Linked DNA regions of Sus scrofa: all the other regions are linked to region 2. The links are chromatin contacts, called in public Hi-C maps. All regions are on one chromosome and are shown on one strand. Each heading gives the region's core, a stretch centred on a gene start, on an enhancer-like site or on the middle of the called end of the contact. The rest is flanking DNA. Distances are from core to core; before and after follow the strand shown.

Region 1 (4,384 bases), core at 617-3,116, 49 kb before region 2:
CCTAGCTACAGTTGGGTCCAGAAGCTATCATCCACTGCCTCAGCAAACACTCACTGATTATCTGTGTGCCAGTCCCTGTGTAGGCAGCCTGCCAGTGACCCAACCAAAGCAAGACGAGGAAAAGAAATGGTGTGCAGAGAGAGGAGAGACATGGGGGATTCTGAGATGTTCACAGGAGAAGGTGCATTCCAGGCAGAAGAAGTAATGAGTGCAAAGGCCCTGGGATGGCAGGGACTTGGAGCGTGAAAATGTGAAAACAAGGCCACTGTGGCTGAAGCTCAAGGGGGTGGGGGGTAAAAAGATGAGGTCACAGAGATGGGCAGGGACCTTGGAGACTGAGGGGGAGCTGGGGTTTCATTGGGGTTACAACAGGAAACCCCTGGAGTGTTTTGTAAGCTAGAAAGTGGTATAATCTGACTGACATCTTTAAAAACTCCCTCTGGTTCTGGACTGCCAGTGGGGCTGGATGGAGAGAAGGAGACCAGGGAGGAGGCTGCAGCAGGTGTTCAGGTGAGAGGTAGAGGTGCCTGGACCAGGGTGGGGAGCCAAGGACAAAATTAGAATTCATTCTGGAGGCAGAGCCAACAAAACCCACTATGGTCTGGGCGTGGGCAATGAGGCTGCAGCAAGGAATCAAGGACAACACCCAGGCTTGGGGATCCACGTGCTAGGAATGCACTTATCAGTTTCCTATACCCTTTGTGACAAGAAGTCTTCTTTTGCCCATCCCCCACCACACCCCAAGGACTGTGGCTTGTGGGCTGGGACCCTGAGTCCAGGACCAATGGGATTTGACTTGCCCTGACAAAAGCTTTCATTACCCCTGTCAGCCCTGAAGATGTCAAGTAGTGTGGGGAACGGAGGGGGCTTCAACCCAACTCTGAGGCTGTGTCACACTTCACAGGTGGAGACAGGAAACCCCAAAGAACCATCAGACCCAAATCCCAGGATGAGTGAGCGGCCCAGGGGGGATTTTAACCTCCCAACCACGAGCTGGCATTAACCCAACTTCAAGATGAGGAGACAGCTGAGAGGGGATGTCAACATCCCTGAGTAACCCAGCTCATCTGTTGAGCGTTCACCATCCCAAGCTCTTTAAGACGTCAGTTCCCTAAATTATCGCAATCGTATGAGGTCTGAACTATTGCTACCCCCATTTAACAGAGGTAGGGCCTGGTGATTGGAGAGACGAAGTTACTCCCTCTTAGAGCTGGTCAGGGCAGAAATCTGGAGGTGGGGTCGGGGGACTGGGGCAGTTTGCGATGTCGCACTTCCTTTGGCGACAAAGCCCCGCACGTCAAGGCATCAAGCCCCTTCCCCGCCCCGACGCTCAGGCCGGCCTCCTAAGCCCTCTCAAACTGGAAAAGCCCAGGCCTACCGCGCGGAGAACGGGACCTGAGATGGGGGTCTTGGGGGACCCCATACCCACCCCTAGGCTATTTCCGGGGGGACCGCGACCCGGAAATGAATGACTTGTCAGGGCCTGAAAGCTTAGGTGGGTCAGGGGTCGGAGATGGAGCCAGGGCGAGGTCAGCAGGAAGCTCGCAGCAGGGGTCTAGGGGTCGAAGGGCACGGGTCAAAGGGAGGGGCGGGCCGGGCTAGAGGGGGCCAGGCAGGACGGTGAGGGGCCAGGGGGATTACTGGGGGTGGGTGGGCCCGCGGCGCCATTTTGTCAAGAGAAGGGGGGAGTACGGCCCCGGCAGCCACCCTCACCATCTTCTGTTTCCTCCGTCGCCTCCTCAGCCACCGTCTCTGCTGCCGCCGCCGCCACCACAGCCGCCTTCTTAGCCGCCGCCGCACAGTAACTTCCAGCCACCGCACAGCCCACACTGATGGTGTGGCCGCCCGTCCGTCATTGGTCCGCCCTCTAGCCCCGCCTCTAGGCTATAAGGTCTTTGCGCGCTCCCATTGGCCTGATCTAACTAAGTCACGCGCCCATTGGACGTCACGCCTCCTCCCTTCGTGGTCAAGTTCGGTTGAGGGAGCAAAACCCCGCCCGGGAATTGCAAGAGAGGGGCAGCGAACTCCGGAAGTGGGCGGAGGCTGCCCCCAAAGCCTCTTGGAATTTGTAGTCTGCGGCACCTGGAGGTCCCGGAGGTGGGGACCCACCATGACACTCTCAGCCTCCTCCCCAGGGTCCCAATCTTAGGTTTCAGCATATCTAAGCTATTCCACACTAGCTGCTTGAATTATCTTTGAACTGACAACCCAGACTCTTCTTCGAACACTTCCCGTGACTCCTCATTACCCCAAGGGTTCAGTCCCACCTCCTCGGCCCCATATCCTGGGCCCCTCCAGCCAAATTCGTCCACCTTTTATGCTGACCCCTCTCTAGTCCCTCCTTCCTTCGGCCCTCCCACACCCTGCCATCTCTTCCTGGAAGCCTTCCCTGTGTTCTTCCCAATGCCAAGTCGGGTGCTTCCTCATGGCCCCATAGCCCTCACCACCCTCTTACCAGCCCTGACTCCACTATGTCCAAACTGCCTGCGTACGAATCTACCTCCCAACTCCTCACCAGCCTGACAGCCTGGACAGAACAAGGATTTATTGAGGAAGTACTCCTCAGGTTACTAAGGGGAAGTTAGTATTATTACTCCAGCAACAACACAGCAAGGGAGAAACGAGCACCTGATTTTGTAGAAGCCAGATAAGCCTCAGAGAGTTAAGGTCTTGCTCAAAGTCACATAGCCCATCCCCAAGGGGCAGGTGGTTGGGTTCATATCCCTCCCAACTCTCCACAAGCCTTCCTAGAACCGTGGGAATCACGACATTTTACAACACAAGTGAAAATGTGAACATTTATTAGACTTTCAATGACTAAAAGAACTGATAACTTTTTTTCAGCTGTGAAAAGTTTTGTGAATATGTATTAAAGAGCCCTTATCTTGAAGAGGTGCCTTCTGAAATATTTACAGAATAATCTGACGCCTGAGATTTGCATCTCAGGAGGGGGCAGGATGGGTTGTGGGTAATTGGTCACTAGACTGTTGCGTTAAGTTCGAAATTCTTCCTAATTCAAAAGCGTAAAAAAGCACCGGGCAAGGTCTGACTTCCACTCCTTTTTCCAGTATAATACCAGATTTCTTCCCCTGGGCCAATGTGAGGGATATTCATGTCCGTCCGAATCCCAGTCGTCCTGCTCTCCAGCTCTCCACAAAAACAGCCACAGGCTAAGCGAGGGAAATGATTTAATGAGGGGTCCAGGCGGCAGCGTCGCCCTTCTCAATGGCTCAATGATTTTCGGCCCTTGTGCATGCGACGAAGAATGACTTGGACCCCGGTTGGCGTTCTCAAGCGCCGGACCCAACCATGCTTGTGCTTGCGTTTGATGTTACTCGGCTGATACTCGTTCCCGCGCGCCTTGCCCCGGGTCTGCTGCATGGCGGGGAGTCCCCATGTATCCGGGAACCCCAGCCAGGCCTGGGGCTGGAGCCACCTGCCCGGTCAGAGAAAAAGCGAGAAAGGTCAGAAAAGATTGCTGTGTGACTGCTGCGTGGCGCTCAACCTCGAGTTCGCAAGGCATTGGAAGGAAGGTCATGTCGTTGGTAAATAGCTGGGGTCAGCCCCTCGACTCCGCTCTTACTCCCAGATTTGGGAAGGGGACCCACTGAGGACTCACCTGCCACCTACTAGCGCCGCTGACCTACTGACGGGGTCCAAGAGGCGACCCACGGATCTAGCCAAGAAAGCCATGTCCAGCCGCCGGCACTCCGTCCAGTGGCAGCTATTCCGAAACCCGTAGGTTCCGCAGCTGCGAACGAGGACTTCTGGGAGTTGTAGTTTTTCCTACAGCGGAGCCTTCCTTGCCGCGGGGGCCTCCCGGAATTGTAGTTCTACGTCTGCGCGCCCACACCTTAGGCGTGAGCGTCCTTGCACACAGGCGCATGTAATTTTTCAGATGGACCAGCAGGTGGCAGGAGAACGGCGCCTCCTCAGCAGACGCTTGCGTACAGAGCATTAAGTCCCCGGGTCTGCTAGGAGTTGTAGTTTCTTTTCCTGCAGACCCGAGGAGGGTACACTTGGGTGACGGTGGCGCAGCTGGTGGCAGCCTCAGGAGACGGCTGGTTGAATTTCCCACCCCCAGCGGGAGCCAGGCAGATGGCACACAGCTGGCTGGCAGCTTTCCTTTAGCCCCAGCCAAGTCTCTGCCTCTTGGCTGTGAGCCCAGGCGGTCTGAGTTCAAGTTGGCCGTATGTCCTTGGGTGGTTATTCAGTTTCTCAATCTGTAAAACCCAAGGGTTGCAAGCTTGCCCTTGGTCGTACCCCCATTCAGACCTTAGGAGAAAATTTCTAGTATTCATATATGAACCCTTTCCCTTCTCACATACCATCTCTGGCTCCCCATAGTCCCCGGGAAAATATCCAGCTCCACTGCCAGGCATTT
Region 2 (4,448 bases), core at 1,831-4,330:
GGAGGAATCAGAGGTGGCTTTGGAACTTGCATGCAAAGAATGTGGAGCTAAGGTAAAGGGCTTCTGATGGCGAACCTAGAAAAAGAAAAAAAAAAAAAAACTGCAAGTGGGAAATCAGGAGGTTTGTATATCCCAGCTGTTGATGAGGAAATTCAGAGTGGTGCTAATGCTGGACAACTAGGCACACTGCCCTAGGGGCTCTGGACCGCCCCTGGCCAGGCTAAATTGCAACTTTCACCTGCCGGAGATGGGAGCTGTGGTAGGTGTTAGTGTCAGACTAATAGCAGGCAAGTTATTAGCATGTCATTTGAATAGGCCACACCTCTTTGCCTTTCCACCCGGATACTGGCAGGGTTAGGGAGTGGGGGCTGGGCTCGATCCAGTCGCCTGGGACTACGGGCCAGCTGTCCCCTCCTGGGCGGTAGCTGAAACCCAAGTCAGAGATTAGGAAGATTTTCATTCCCAGCCTGGTGGTGGTGGTGGTGGTGGTTGTGGGATTTTCAGGCAGCACCTGTACAGGTGTGTGCGCGGCGCTGCTGCCTCTCTCAGGGGCGGGCAAGGCTGGCTTGAGGTCGGCGCTAGTCTGCCGCTGGGACTCAGCCTCATCCTCCTAACCCACAGACGCCTCGGACAGGCGCTGGGACTGGTGACCTTCGAACCCTGCTCCCGTTCTCTGGATCGAGGCTGGCTTTGCAGAAAGCAGGAAAACTCAGGCGGGCAAGGTCGCCTGTGGTGGGGTAGAGGGGCTAACTTTAGCCCTTCTTGTCCCTCTCTCTCTACAAGAATCCATAAATGACCTTAGCCCCGAGTCCCACCAGGTTGCCCGTGGAGGGGGAGTTCCAAGAGAAGACAAGGTCACCTGTTGGAAGATGGGGACGGAGTTCGCGCCGGAGGTGGGGGCGGGAGCTGAGGTCACGGTTGGGGGGCGGAGGCAGGTTCCCAGGCCGCCGGCAGCTGGGTCTTGCGGTTCCCACGGGTGCCCCCGTGGCAGATGGGCCCAGGCCTCTTTGTCCCCAGTCCTCGGCCGCTGCAAGGTCAAATATCACCGCGGGGCCACGGGCAGGGGTCAGGGGGGCGGGGCTGGACCTCACCCCCCCAGGAGGGCCCCAGGGAGTGTGGGGGCGGCAGAGCTATTGGGAGGGGGCGGTGCGGCCGCCGAGACGTTGAACCCACCCGAGGTTCTGGGATGTACCACAGACCTTCCCCCAGACTCCAACCTGGCCCCACACCGCCACTCACTAGCCCTCCCCCTTCCCCAGACTTGTGTCCTTCAAGTCCCAGTTCCCTGCCCCCTCCCTTCTCTAGCCCCCCTCTGACTCCTTTCTTTGAGCCTTCTCTTCCAAGTCTCCCTCTCTTATCTCTTCTTTGAGATCAACCCCCAGCCCCATCAAAGATCCTGGAAAGTCCAGACCAGGGGCCTAGGACTCCTGTCCTCACCCCAAATACCCAACCAGTGCCCCCAGATTCCCAGGCAGCTCCAGAACCAAAGGGTCCTCTCTAACCATCCTGGTCCCTCTCTCCTAGAGCACCTTACCCTGCAGAGAATTCCACTCTAGTCAGACCCATGGAAAGTCCTTGCTCATGTCTAATCCTAGTCCTTCTTGCTTTCTGTACTTGCTGAAACCTCCCCCACCACACACACCCAGCCAGACTCCCTAGGGAGGTCCAGAGGCCCAGGGCTTGGCCATTGTACTGCCTGGCATCTCCAGAACCTTGGTGTCCTGGTTAGTGCTGTATGATCTCCAAGTATCTCCTGCCCTGACCATGGAGTGTGTATCCCCAGATGTCATCTGGAGAGGGGAATGCCTTTTTCCAAAGACCCTTCCTGAAAGGAGAGGGATTAGGAGTCCATGGAGGCAGAGGGCACAGCTATCCTGCCAGCAGCCGTCAGAGGCCCAGCCACGTGTCCTGGTGTCCAGCTCAATCCAGGGCAGGGCGATAGATAAGGCTGGGTGCCTGGACCTGCAGGACTCCAAGGTGAAAGGTCACTGCAGGAAGGGCTTTTCCAGCCAGTTAAACGTTAACAGGCCCAGAAACAGAGGCTCAGGCTTCCTTGCCCAGGACGGCAAGGGGGCATACAAAGTGTGCTTAATAAATGCTGGCCACAACAGCCCAGGGTCTTCTTGGTGGGTGACGTGGAGGCAGAATGGCAGCTGGGAGGCTCTGGAGACCCTGGAAGAGACATCTGTAGTCCAGCCGGCTGCCTGGCCAGGCCCTTTCGGTGAAGCACAGAAAGAAAAGGAAATTAAAGGGGAAAAGGGGCAGGCCCCCCGGCAGGGGTGGTGGGCATTCCTGTTGCTTCCAGCCTCGCTGGGCTGGGCGGGTGGCGCCCTGCCCCCAGAGGCCTTAAATTCTGGTAAGGGGGCCCCTGACCTCATGCCCCCGCCGGCTGCAGACCACAACATCCCTTCCCCCCGGAGATTCCGAGCACCAGGTGTTAGCCCAAGCAGAGAAAGGGTGGGGTGGGGGTCGGACGCAGCGACTTTCTGGAAGAGGAAGCAAACACAATCCATCATGCAACTGTGCAAAGAAATGCCCGGGGTGTGTGTGTGTGTGTGTGTGTGTGTGTTGCGCAGGGGCGTGCCCCCCGCGTGCAACTGGCCCCCCATTATTGCTTATGCCGGGAAGGCAGGGGGGTGGTGCCGAGGGGCACCTCGAGGGCGGTAGAGCGACGCAACGTCCAAGGCCGGAGGTGGAGGGGAGGGCCTTAGAGAGACATCTTGTCGAGGCTGCGGAAGGGCAGAGGGCAGCAGTCGCCCAGGTTCCCGCCGCGGCCCGGCAGGGGTTAAGGCTGGAGCGGGGTGAGGGCGGGGGTGGGATGGGGTGGGAGGGGGAGGGGGAGGGTCAGGCCGAGCGGCCCCGCGCTCCGCCCTCACCCCTCCCGCCGGCCCGGGCGCCGGGCGCCGCGCACGGCCACCCATGTCCTTATAAGGGCGGTCGTCGCCGGGGCAACGAGCGCCCGCCCCCAGCCCGCGGCGCGCGCCCCTGCCCCCGCCCCCGCCCCCCGCCCGCCCCGCGAATGGAACGTTGTGTGTCAAACCGGCCGCAGCGCGAGGCCGGCGCGCGGGGTCGGCGGCGGCGGCGAGAGCCAGGCTCGGGCCCAGGCGCAGGCCCAGGCCGGGCGGGCGCGGCCGTAGCGGGGGCGGCAGCTCAGGAAGCGCCGGCCCGCGGCCCTGCAGGCCCGGAGCGGCCGCCCGGGGGCCCGACGGCCTCAGGGGGCGCGGTGACCGGCCCCGGCGCGTGCCCGCCGCCCCTCCCCCCCGCCGCGGGCGGCCGAGCAACTTGCGGCCAAACTTTCCCCCTGGCCTCCCGCGCTCGGATGGCAGCCCGCTAAGTTGGCCGCAGCCCTCGGCCGAGCGGCAACCGGGCCAGAGGGCGCCCCCTGCGCAGCCTGGGCCGGGCCATGGCCCGTGCTCCCCCGCCGGGGCCCCAGGGCGCCGGGGCGCGAGTCCCCGGGGCCCCCGGCCCGCACCTCTAGTTGCCCCCCCGGCCCCAGGCCCGGCCCCGCGCACGCGTGGGAAAGTTGGCCTGGAACCGGCCCGACCAGTTCCGCCCGGGCGCGCGGACCGGCCGCAGGAAGTTACTGCAAAACTTTTTTGGGGGGTGCAGTCGGGTGCCCCCCGCGCGCCGGGGCCGGATGCGCACCGGGTAGGGTCTCCCGGGCCGAAAGGGGTGCCCCGAAGGAGGAGCGCGGAGGGGGCGCCCCGGCCCCGCTGCCCTGGGGCTATGGCCATGGTGACCGGCGGCTGGGGCGGCCCCGGCGGCGGCGGCGGCGGCGGCGACACGAACGGCGTGGACAAGGCGGGCGGCTACCCGCGCGCGGCGGAGGAAGACTCGGCCTCACCCCCCGGGGCTGCCAGCGACGCTGAACCGGGCGACGAGGAGCGGCCGGGGCTGCAGGTGGACTGCGTGGTGTGCGGGGACAAGTCGAGCGGCAAGCACTACGGCGTCTTCACCTGCGAGGGCTGCAAGAGCTTCTTCAAGCGGAGCATCCGCCGCAACCTCAGCTACACCTGCCGGTGAGCCCCCTATCAGCGCACAGCCGCTGGGCACCCGGCCCGGCCTGGGCCGGGCCTCTGACCTGCTCGGTCACCTTGGGCCTGGCACTGACCTTCTCTGGGCCTCCACTCCCCCTCTGAGATAGGGGCACAGCTCCCTCTCCCCCTCTTCATTGCATTCCTGGGATTGTGTATACAGTCGGCGCTGTATCGTTGCAGGTCCCCCCATCAGGTGGTCCCTTGTGGCTTCCGCCCCAGTTACTTGCTCCTCCTCCCTCCCTTCTTTTTCTCCTGAGAAGGGCCAGCTCCGTGCGGGGAGGGTTGGGGTGCTGTCAGGAGTGGGCCCCCAACCGCAGGGCATCCCTTCCCTTGGGAATCTCGGTGCGCGGGGGACCCCGCGGGAATCGAACGTGGAACTTGGACTGTGGAGCTGGCAGCTTCGAGGGGCCA
Region 3 (4,286 bases), core at 289-2,788, 34 kb after region 2:
AGGCTTCTCCCGGGATCATGCAGGGACTGAGTGACCGGCACTTGGCTGATTAGTCATCTTCAGCACAGGTGGTCAGCAGGCAATGGGCCTCCCCCAGCATGCACTTCTGGAAGGTTAGGATGTACTTGGCCTATCCTAAGAGACCCTAGGGGTGGAGGGGAACCCCAGCATGCACCGCACCGGGAGACATGCGACTAGAACCCGCCGTATGTGTACATACCAGGACCCCCTCATAGGGAGACGAAAACCCCAGTTTGAGAGGCCATGGCTGGGGGAGAGATGAAGAGAGGGTGACCACACTGGGCCATGACCAGGTGCTAGTCATGGGCATGCACCATGTCTGATTGCGGGGATAAGGAGGGGATCCTCCCACAGGAGCCTGGGCCTGCCCTTTATTCCCCCACCCACCTCCGAAAGCAAGACCATTTCTGCTGTGGGAACGTTTCCCTGTGGGCGGGGCCCAGGTCTGCAGGGGATGTGGCTGGAGTATGACCAGGATTACCACCAAGTGGGTGATAGAATCCCCTGCTGCTGAGAGGAGCAGTTGGCTTAGAGACTGAGCTAGGACGGGGGTCATTTGGCTGTGAGGAATCAGCGCCTAACTATGCTGCCATGAGGCTCCTGGTCAGGCTGCCTACGGCCACACGTGGCTGCAAGTGTATGCATTAGAAGAGACACCACGCCCTATGCCCAAACCCCGCCCACGGCCTCCTCCCACAAGGCTCCCCCCCGACCCGAGCCGCAGCCCTGCGTTGCTCACAGCGTTTTGTCTCAGGAGAGAGAGCCTTCGGGAGGCGATGCTCTCCGCAGCCTCCAGTTGGTTGATCTCCTCCATCTTCACTTTGTACTTCCTCATCTGTTCTTTGATCAGCATCTCCACGCACCTGTGGAGAAGGCGATTCGGCTATCCTGGGGGGATGGCCAACGCGAGGGCCCCTCTTCCCCGTCTAGGGAGATGCTGGCCAGAGACTGGGGCAGGGTGGCTGAGGCAGAGACCCAGAGGTCAGGCAGGGCCGCGGACAAGGCTGTGGCTCCCCTTGTGGCCCCACTTCACTCACTGTGTGACCTTGTGCTGCTCACCCCACCTCTCTGAGCCTGGATCCCTGTCTTAACAAGCCTCCTTGTCTGAAGGAGGAAGTACAGTACCGAGGATTAAAGTGAATTGATCTTTCAGTCACCCTGCAGGGTGGGGACAATCCCATCTCACAGAAGTATAGAAGGTGTGGGGAGGCTGGGCGATTTATCCCAGGGGCTGCAGGCAGCTGGCCCCAAGGGCTCAAGAAGTCCCTTGGTCAGGGCCAGCCTGAGTGGCCAATACCAGGGAGACTCAGCCTGGAGAGGTCAGTACCAGGGCGGGGAGGGTGTGGTGGGACAGGATGGACTCGGCCTGGATGGAGAGGCGGTCGTGACCACATAAGAAAAAAAGGCCATGGAATGTGCTGAAAGAGGCTGAAAGCATATCTGTCAACACCACACCACAGCCCAGGTAGTGTCAGGGACACTCTGGGCTCCCCTCCTCTCCGCCTAGCAGCTGCTGCTCATTACTCTCAAAGCGTGTGGCCTGGGGGCCTAGGTCAGGCCTTCCTGTGTTTGCCTCCTGAAACTGCCTAGGGTGACAGGTTCTTATTTTTAGAGTGTGCAGCCTAGATAATATCCTCTTAGTGATGGATGTCTGCTAACCTCCTTTTGAGTTCTTTTGAAGAACCTTTTGAGAACTTTTGAAGATTGTTTAGGGGAAGAAGGAAACTTGAGATCATACTTCTGTTTGCTGCTGGCTCTCATTGCTTTCTGACACTGGGAACATGGGGCTTCACTGTCTCCCTCACCCTGTGGCAAGGAACGAGGGATTTTCCCCTGTTTTTGGTTTTCCACCCTCCAACTTGCAAGTGACGCTCCTGCTGCTTGAGGAGAGAGGCTGCCAGATCTCCCCCCACCCCGGGTCTGGGACTGTGTGAGCCCCATGATGCCACTGTGAGGCTGGGCTGCCCCTTGTCCCTTGTCTGTCGGAAGAACCCTGCTTGCTGCTCACAGCAAACAGCGCACATCCAGGCTTTGTTTGAATTTCCATTTAGGACAAAAGTCATGTGTGTTTGTTAGAAAAGAAAACAGAGTAGAGAGATCAAATGAAGCCCATCCAGGACTCCAGTGCTCAGGGCACCTCCAGGGGCCATCGTGAACGGGGTATATTCTTCGGGACTTTTCTCTGCAGGTGTGTTTACACACTACTGAGGCTAGGCCGTTGGAGGGTTCTGGCATGGGCTCTGCGGTTTAATGTGGGGTCCCTGGTGGGGCTGCCCTGAGTGCATGGCGGGAGCGGAGGCCCGCTGGTCCTGGTACTCACGTGGTGATCTTGAGGACGTCTTTCATGCTGGTCAGTGGGTCTGAGTTGTCTGGGCAGCGCAGGAGGCAGGGTGCGAAGATGATGGCCAGCGCACCGGGTGACATGCGGTTCACATCCTCGAGCAGGGCCACCCTGTGCAATAAGTGGCAGTCAGGGGGTGGCTGGGGAGCCCCAAGACAAGAATCCAGAGCCTGGGGAAGGTGCCAGCACAGCTGGGGGCCCCCTGGTGGACCCCCTCCCAATATGGGCTCATGTCCTGGCATGAAGCCACCAGAGAATGCCGGCCCTGGGGAACACTGTGGCCAGGCTCCTGCTGGGACCCCACCCCACGGAGAGCTGGTGGTAGGTAGGTGGACAGGCACTTGCTTGACCAGGTGAAAGATGAGCCGTTCCAGGGAGTTGTGGTTGGCTTCTGGCAGGTGCTCCAAGACGGCATAGATGGCGGCCAGCTGCTCTTGCTTCTCTGGCAGCTCTAGGAGGGCCCAGGGGTGTCAGCTACCTGCCAGCCCCACCCTGACAGGCTCCAGGGCCCCGGGGAGCCTCCCACTGGGTTGAGCCTGGGACGGGTGTGTGGCAAGCACAGAGGGCCCCAGCCCGGGCCTTGGTTTCTCGGCTGGAGTGATGCGGGTCCCTCCTCCCTGACTGGCCAGAGCAAATACTTAAGGCTCTGACCCCCGATAGCCACCTCCTGCCCCCCTCCTCCCCTGCTGCCACCGTGGGACTCACCTACGGCGCGGAGGAAGTCACCGTACTGGGCAAAGGTCATGAGGGGCTCGGGCAGCTCTCGGAGCCACTGTTTGAGCACCCCGGTGATGGCGTGGATAGGAAAGTTCTCCAGTTTGACTGCTGTGGGGTCTGTGGGCGGGGTGGGGGGGGCGGTGAGTGTGGGGAAGGCAGGGGGCTGGGCCTGGAGCCCCATGCTTCACCCTCCTGCCCTTGACACTGACCTGCCCACAGCCCTCACCTCCTCACAGCACCCACCTGTCTGCAATGCCTGCCGGAGTTCTCTGGTGCGATTGGCCGCACCTGACTTGCGATAGAGGCCCTCAGTATACAAGCCGTGCATCTCCACATGTTCCAAAAGCTTCTCCAGCACGATGGGCACTGAGACCTTGTCGCTGGTCAGGCTGTCCACGCACACTCCAAAGTGGCCGGGCTCAGTGCCTGGCTCGATCTGCAATGATGGGGAGCAGGGTGGGGGGTGGAGACCTGAGCTGGTTGTCCTCCCTGTCAACCCCGGGCCCTCTTCTGTGGCCTCCATCCCTCCCTCCCTTGAACATCTGGCATCTGGCTGTGGAGGTTGCTTGATGACCTCCGGCAGCGGGTCTCCATGGGAAGCGCCATAGCCCCCTCAAGAGCAGCTGATCCTAGCTCTTGCTGCAGCCCCAGCCCTCAGAACCCCACCTCCCTTGTGTGCAGGCTCGGGAGCTGCCCTCTCCTGGAGGAGAGAGGAATGGGGCCAGGGTCTGAGATGCACACACAAGCCCAGCCTTTGTCTTGGGGGATGCCTGACAAGACCTGGGTGTGCTCTGCTGCGGGACCAGCCCCTCCTGCCAGCTCCGTGCTTCACCTGACACCCCTTGGCCTTGCACTCAGCATACCCTCTCTTCCACATCTCTCAGAACGGCCTGAAAAGTTCCCGGCCCTGGTGGGCTTACCTGCTTCCCGCTTGTGTAAGAGCAGTAGGTCTGAATCTTGTGCACACACTTCTTGTGGCAGGTCATCTTGCACACTAGGGGGCCATGGGGGGAGGGGAAGAGGGTAGTGACTGATAGCATATCAGGGGCCCCAGGTTCCCACGGCTGCCTGTCTCAATGTCTTAGGACAGTGACAACCACCTGGATATTTGCTTTTTTTTGTTTTCTTTTTAGGGCTGCACCCACAGCATATGGAAGTTCTCAGGCGAGGGGTTGAATTGGAGCTGTAGCTGCCAGCCTACACCACA

Evidence for each region. Hi-C and Micro-C count contacts between places; a contact is called where the count stands out from the background.
Region 1: a contact with region 2 is called in a Hi-C map of embryonic fibroblasts, with 2.0 times the contacts expected there. The contact joins the promoter of DDA1 here to the promoter of NR2F6 in region 2. A contact is called at or near these places in 1 of 5 promoter capture datasets (liver), 16 of 47 Hi-C or Micro-C datasets (alveolar macrophages, embryonic fibroblasts, epiblast stem cells and 9 more) and 2 of 2 datasets of contacts at active chromatin or transcription factors (alveolar macrophages and skeletal muscle).
Region 3: a contact with region 2 is called in a Hi-C map of fetal liver, with 1.7 times the contacts expected there. The contact joins the enhancer-like site here to the promoter of NR2F6 in region 2. A contact is called at or near these places in 2 of 47 Hi-C or Micro-C datasets (fetal liver and skeletal muscle).

What each region holds. Positions count from the first base shown.
Region 1 is chr2:60,375,120-60,379,503 of Sscrofa11.1, forward strand. DDA1 (DET1- and DDB1-associated protein 1) reads right to left here and starts at 1,867. Exons shown (of 5, transcript XM_021083567.1): 1 at 1,714-1,867. The coding sequence starts at 1,716. MRPL34 (39S ribosomal protein L34, mitochondrial) reads right to left here and starts at 3,848. Exons shown (of 2, transcript XM_021083568.1): 1 at 3,620-3,848; 2 at 2,785-3,436. The coding sequence starts at 3,693. The coding sequence ends at 3,223.
Region 2 is chr2:60,423,036-60,427,483 of Sscrofa11.1, forward strand. NR2F6 (nuclear receptor subfamily 2 group F member 6) reads left to right here and starts at 3,081. Exons shown (of 4, transcript XM_021083574.1): 1 at 3,081-4,019. The coding sequence starts at 3,727.
Region 3 is chr2:60,458,388-60,462,673 of Sscrofa11.1, forward strand. MYO9B (unconventional myosin-IXb) reads right to left here. Exons shown (of 42, transcript XM_021083575.1): 33 at 4,000-4,073; 34 at 3,323-3,515; 35 at 3,068-3,196; 36 at 2,708-2,813; 37 at 2,342-2,473; 38 at 761-884; 39 at 221-268. Among named protein-coding and RNA genes, the nearest start is that of USE1, 6.5 kb to the left of the region's middle. Within about 2 kb of position 1,539, at least 4 of the 83 cell types and tissues checked have an H3K27ac peak or open chromatin away from gene starts, as enhancers often do. A contact at or near this core is called in fetal liver, where this site is marked.